2 separate regions of the Sus scrofa genome follow, and region 2 is linked to region 1. A link is a contact called in public Hi-C data. All regions are on one chromosome and are shown on one strand. The core of a region is the stretch at or near the end of the contact, and the rest is flanking DNA. Distances in the headings are between cores, read along the strand shown.

Region 1 (3,389 bases), core at 509-3,008:
TTCAAGTATCTAGATCCAGCCATTCCTGAAGCCTTAGCTCTTTTCAATAACGTGGGCCAGTCAGTACCTTTTTACCGAAGCCAGGAATGAACTAGTTTTCCATCAGGGGCAAGGGAAAGAGAATTGACAGGTGGCGCAGAAGCACATTGGACCTCAGTACCAAACTGGAAACCAAGGTTCAGTATCACTGAGCAACTTTTCCAAGGTCATTGCTTTGACTTTGTAGCAGGTACTGTACTAGGAAAAGCTGGTTCCTGCTTAGTGGGAGATAAAGGACAATTACGGTGTTGAGGGACAAGGCCAGCTGGAGCATTCCAGTCCCCAAGCACACGCAGGAAGGTGAGCTCAGAGGGGAAAGTCGAGGATGCTGGAGTTCCCGTTGTGGCCCAGTGGGTTAAGGACCCAACATAGTGTCCATGAGGATGCAGGTTCCACCCCGGGCCTTGCTCAGTGGGTCAAGGATCCAGCGTTGCCGTGAGCTGTGGTGTAGGTCACAGATGCAGCTTGGATCCACGTTTCTATGGCTGTGGTGTAGGCCGGCAGGTGCAGCTCCGATTCGACCCTTAGCCTGGGAACCTCTATAGTATGCTGCAGGTGTGACCCTAAAAAGCCAAATAAATAAATAAATGAATACAATAAATAAAACAGCTGAATTCATTGAAACAGGGTAGAGACGTGGTTAGCAGGGGCTGGGAGGTGGGAAAATGAGTCGCTGGTCAAGGGTCATGCTATCAGGTATAAGATGAAGTTCTGGGAATCAAATACACAGCAGGGGGAGTCTAGTTAATCACACTGTATTGTACACTGAAAGTTGCTGAGAGTAAATGTCTCACCCCAAAGAAGAAATGGTAACCATGTGACGAGCTGCAGGTGTTAGCGCCCCCCATGGCGGGAATCGTTTTGCCATGTAAGTGTATCAAATCAACAGGGCGGCCACCTGAATTTTCCACAATGTTACGTGTCAGGTATATTTCAATAATGCAAGGGCTTTTTACCATAAAAACTTTTGTAAGGATTGTGACATTTTAAAAGGCCACGTTTGTGGAGTAAAACTCATTCATATAACTAATGCTAGGGGAGCCCACGGGCAAGGCTTGCTGGCCACCCCCCAGCCCAGCCTCTGGACCTCCCATCTGCTCTTAAACACACGCAAAGCACCTGGAAGGATCCCTGGCTCACCTTGCAGCCGCATCAGTGCCTGCCCTTATTATCACAGTTACGATTCCGTCTAGCGCTTTACAAGCTTCAGGTGAGACGTGCTAGTTTGCTAAAACACCAGCAGCTCCTCCTGGCATGAATAACCTCTTAGAGTGCTGAGCATGTGACAGGAAAAAAAAAAAAATCAACACATTTTCTTCTAAATGCATAAGGATAAAACTGCAAAGATGCACTACTCAGGCCCAGGCCTGGCCCATCACTAACCTCACTCCGCAGGCCCCTCACCTGATGAGCAAACAGCCCGCTCTTGCCACTACCTCCTGCGCATCGCTGCCTTCAGTAACCACAGGCAGTGTCTTCCTGTTCCCTCCTGGAGTCCCCAAGCTGGTACCCTCCCCAAGAAACTTCTCCAGTTTCCTGGGCTTCCCTCCAGCTTCACACAGTGAATCCTGTGACCCACCCCATGAACAAAGGTGAGCCCACCACATTTTCCCCGACCTGGAGTGCGGCATCCAGCCCGAGACAGCCGTCCATGCACACCCCGGCTACCCTCCAGGCGAGGCCGACTCTTCTCTCTCAAAGACATGAGAGGCAAATATTCGTGGGTCAGTGCCAACACACGATCGCCAGCAAGACTGCGAGCCAGGCACACACAGAGCCATGTGCAGAGAGGGAAGCTGTTTCCAGGGACTCCCGCTGCAGGCTGGGTCCCGCACAGACACAGCGGGACCAGGGGCCTTTGTGCGTGCACGTTTAGCTCCAGGATTACAAGGCCACCCTTTAAGGTCTGAAAAGCAAGAAGGGAATTACCACCAGCTAGGTACAGGAATTCCCACTGTAGTTCAGCAGATTAAGGAACCGACGTAGTCTCCGTAAGGATGAGGGTTCTATCCCTGGACTCGCTCACTAGGTTAAGGATCTGGCGTTACCGCAAGCTGCAGTGACATTCACAGATGCGGCTCAGATCTGGCGTTGCTGTGGCTTCGGTGTAGGCTAGCAGCTGTAGCTCCGATTCAACCCCTAGTCTGGGAACTTCCATGTGCTGCAGGTGCAGCCCTAAAAGGAAAAAAATACATACATACATATGTACATACTGATGCCAGGGTCACAAAACCCCAATGGGAATGCTTCCTGTGGATGCCACCACCCGCAAAAGGCCCACAGTTAGCAAGCGGCAAACTCTATCTTTTGAGCACATCAAATTCCTAATAGAGGCAATAATGGCAGAGAGCAGAGCAAAGAAAATCACCCACGTTCCAGTCCTAACTGTCGCTGAGCTGAACGGACATCAATGACTCATCAGAAATGTTTTTTTTTGGGGGGGGGGTGTTTAGGGCTGCACCTGCGGCATCTGGAAGTGCCCAGGCTAGGGGTTGAAGAGGAGCTATAATAGCCGCCAGCCTACACCACAGCCACAGCAACACCAGATCCAAGCCTCGTCTGTCACCTACACCACAGCTCACGGCAACACCAGATCCTTAATCCACTGAGAGAGGCCAGGGATCAAACCTGCATCTCATGGATACTAGTTGGGTTCATGACCACTGAGCCACAGCGGGAGCTCCAGGGAGACAATTCTTGCTCAGTTAAGTGCACATATCACCGTGGGACTCAGAGGAACACTCAATCTTTCTCCCAGCTGCTCTCAAGAGAAACAGGCTCTTGGGGAACCACAAGGACTTCAGGTCTCTCTTTGACAGACAAGAGGAATCATCTCCAATCGCCTCAAGGGAAACCAGCAAGAAACACGAGAGGCACTCACTCAAAACACCTCACCCACCTGACCTCCGCTCCTCAAGGGGGGAGAAAATTGGATGGAAGGCGTGCCATCGTTTTACAGGCAACGCTCTAAATGCTCCAAATCCTGGGTTCTGCCTCAGCACCAGTGGTGCAGGAAGAAGGTGGAGCAGAGACTGGGGATCTCTTTTGGGTGGGAGGGTCCAGCTCCCACCTCTGCCTAGAGGCTGGGGGATCTCAAGCAAGTGTGTGGTTCATGCCGTAACTGGTGTGGGAGGGACTGGATGTGAGGGGCTCTTAGCCCTTTTCCTCTAAAATCTCACTGTTTGATGGACCCACCAGTTGGCTTGGGGTTTTGCAGGATTGGATTTGGGGAGGGTTCTGAACTGTAAAAGGGGAGAGGGAGCCTGGGAAAGTCACACATGAAACACAGTGCAGTTGTGTCTCCTAAAACAGCTTGGTGAGACGCCTGGAAGATAGACCCTGGATGGTGC
Region 2 (3,389 bases), core at 511-3,010, 81 kb before region 1:
TGTGTGCACACATGCAGAGAGAGGGTGGAAGACAGATTTCCCCAAAGGCAGGAGTCTGGAGCCTAAGGATTCCTGGCAGGATGAGGGGAGGAGTGGGGAAGGCATGACTTTTTTTTTCCCCCAACAGTTTTATTGAGATATAATTCACTTACCATCTCATTCACCCATCTCAAGTGCCCAGCTCTGTGTCTTTGAGTATATTCACGGGTCCACCTTTGGCCTCTCTTGTTTCATCGGCCTTCCCTCCTCCTTCATTGTTTCCCACTGAGTAGCTTTGAGCCAGTTCATACACTGGACTTGATGCTGTTAACTTAGCTCGAAGGCCAAAATTTTCCTTCATCCGAAAGCTTCAGTCCAAGTCTATACGCACATGAACTCCATGGATGGGCTTTAGGGACAGTGGAGGAATTGGGGCAGAGTCTCGAGTGGGTCAGCGTGGGGTGGGAAAGGAAAGCTCCTGAATCAAGCAGGTCTAGCTACCTGATTTGCAGAATGAAAATGTGCAGCCCTTTGTTCAACAATGACTAAGTACAACCACCATGGAAGACAGTATGGAGGTTCCTCAGAAAAGTAAATATAGAACTACCACATGATCCAGCAATCCTACTCCTGGGCATAAATCTGGACAGACTTTCATTCAAAAAGATACATTGCACCTGTGTGTTCATAGCAGCACTATTGACAAGAGCTAAGACTTGGAAACCCCTACATGTCCATCAACAGATGAATGGATTAAGATGTGGTACACGTATATAATGGAATACTACTCAGCCATAAAAAGAGTGAAATAATGCCATTTATAGCAACGTGAATGCAACTAGAGAGTCTCATACTAAGTGAAGCAGATCATAAAGAGAAAGACAAATACCACATGATATCAGTAATATGTGAAATATAAAATATGGCACAAACGAACCTATCTACAAAACGGAAACAGACTCACAGACGTCAAGAACAGACTTGCGGTTGCAGTGGTGGGTGGTAGGGAGTAGGACAGACTGGGAATTGGGAGTTAGTAGATGCAAACTATGACATTTAGACTGGATTAAGCAGTGCGGCCCTACTATATAGCACAGGGAACTATAGCCAATCTCCTGGGTTAGCCCATGATGGAAGATAATGTAAGAAAGGGAATGTGTGTGTGTGTGTGTGTGTGTGTGTGTGTGTAAACAAATGAATGGGTCGCTTTGCTGTACAGCAGAAACTGGCACAACATTATAAATCAACTATAATTTTAAAAAATTAAAGTTAAATTTAGAAAAATCATTTATGCCTAACTCATCCAAAAAAAGAAAGAGAGAAATTACTAAGAAGTTCAGGATGACAACAGTAGAGCATTAAAATCAAAGTAGACCCTCTACAACTGTACAGGTCATGTGCCCACGAGGCCAGCAAAAGGGCACCTAAGCAGAACGGATTCATTGGATGCAGGAATTCAGAACCTTGGGTGACTAGGAGAGACACAAACGCCCTTCACCCCCATTCCCTGGAAAGGTTCCAAGGAAAGTTGGGTCTCCCATGGCATGTGGGACCAAGTTCAAGCCCATTCCATTTGAATCTCCAAAAATAAGATGACCCCAGCTGACATGTGGGTTATAAGTACTTTAAAAAAAAAAAAAATAGCCATTTGTCTTAAGCCTTCTTCCCTAAGCGCCTGCAGTTGTTTTATCTGGCCACTCCATTTTGTCCTAGACTGAGTGTACTCTGATCCCACAGCAAATGCCAGAGCTGCAGTCTTCAGAACAGAGGCCCGCTGGTCAGCAAACTATCCAGAACAGCAACAGGACCAGGAGTCCCATCAGAGGCAGGCGGTCAGGGCAGACGTTGGCAGCCTATCATGGCACCCAGTCCCTCCCAGTCCCTTCCAGCCCAAACAGAACTCCGTTATCGCCCTCAAAGAATAGTCTCCACCAACCCAATGAACCTGATTTCCTGGGCTTATCTAAGGCGCTCAACCCAAGAATCCACCCAGAGATTCAAGGCTTTGCAGTGTGTGTTGGGAGGACACTTGAGGATAGACTTAGACGAACAGAACTTTGTCATGAAGGGGAATCCAACATGACAGAGAAGAAGGGAGAATGTGGAAGAGAGAGACTGAGCGAACTGGTGACGACCTTGTGGTGCCTCCTGTTCTCTGTAGGATGTTCAATGAATGTGTGAATGTTCATTCATTCGTTCCTGGACCTACTATATAGAAAAGGGGCTGAGTACTGGGCCGGAGCAACGCAGTAACCAACAAGATAGACACGGTTCCTACCCTCGGGGGCTGGAGAGGCCATCATAAACTAAAGAATTAAAAAACATTTTATATTTGATTAAATAATGTAATAACAATGGCAAAAACCCAACTACAACAAGTCTGAGTAAATCCTGCAGGCAGCGGTGGGGTTTATAGACAAGAGTGGATCTTAAAGCGAAGCCCGACTCACCATTGAGGCAATTCTCAGCAGAGTAAGCGTAGAAGCCGCACAGCCAGGAGAAGGCTCTGGCGGAGATAGGTGGCTCTCGGTTTGGCTTTTGTTTTTGTTCCTGCCAGCACTTTCTCTCCCACTTTTAGTAAAAGGCACGATGGCCCGTGGGAATACCGCCAAAGACAATCGCTCACAATACCCAAGCCTCAGCTACCGTCATTGATCCAGGTGGGGGTGTCATGACTCACAAGGACCAATCACAGCAGCCCACTTCTGAACTTGGCCGCAGTGATTGGTCCAGGTTTGGGCATGTGACCAAACGGAGCCAATCCAGGATTGTCCAAACTGGAGCAGGTGGGAAGCTTGCTTTTCGCACCCGATCTCCAGCCTCCGCCTCGCAGCTGATTGAGGCCAGTCTGGAGGGTGGGAGAGATCAGGGGCGGGATAGGGGACAGGGGAGGACGAGAGCACGCTCTGTGTTCTGTCTCTGTATCCAAGAGCATTATCAGCGTCTCTCCTTCATCATAGCTCCCCTAATAGTGGATCTCACATCAACTCTGTATGGTCCAAAGCGTTCTGATTCGGGACTTGGGAACTGTTTGCCTCTTCATGTATTGTGTGAAGCTAAAAGGGGTAGGTTATCGTCCCTCAGCCTCCCCTAGGTGTGCCTGCTGTACTTGATTGAGAATGATGGGTTCCCTAGACACATCTCCAGGCCGTGCCCCCCACCCTTAATTTACCGCTGAATCAGAACTACTCACTTGCTCTTGGACTTCAAGTCCTGCCCTCTTCCTGCCTGCTTCCATCACCCGAACTCATCCCCAACCCACACCCCACCTCTCTTCCCCACCCCTCTGTCCACCAAGGGCAGATCCTGCAGCTTGTCCTTGCTTCTGCTCTGATGCCCACCAGGTTCCATTTGTAATGATTTATTTATGACTGTCCCCCTCATGAGTGGTGACCTTGAGCTTGGGGACC

Evidence for each region. A called contact is a pair of places that touch in the nucleus more often than the background predicts.
Region 2: a Hi-C map of skeletal muscle shows a contact between it and region 1, with 2.0 times the contacts expected there. The contact joins two enhancer-like sites. A contact is called at or near these places in 5 of 47 Hi-C or Micro-C datasets (epiblast stem cells, liver and skeletal muscle) and 1 of 2 datasets of contacts at active chromatin or transcription factors (skeletal muscle).

What each region holds. Positions count from the first base shown.
Region 1 is chr3:28,818,085-28,821,473 of Sscrofa11.1, reverse strand. No RefSeq gene overlaps it. Among named protein-coding and RNA genes, the nearest start is that of MIR365-1, 88 kb to the left of the region's middle. Within about 2 kb of position 1,758, at least 1 of the 83 cell types and tissues checked has an H3K27ac peak or open chromatin away from gene starts, as enhancers often do. A contact at or near this core is called in skeletal muscle, where this site is marked.
Region 2 is chr3:28,899,117-28,902,505 of Sscrofa11.1, reverse strand. No RefSeq gene overlaps it. Among named protein-coding and RNA genes, the nearest start is that of MIR365-1, 7.4 kb to the left of the region's middle. Within about 2 kb of position 1,760, at least 4 of the 83 cell types and tissues checked have an H3K27ac peak or open chromatin away from gene starts, as enhancers often do. A contact at or near this core is called in skeletal muscle, where this site is marked.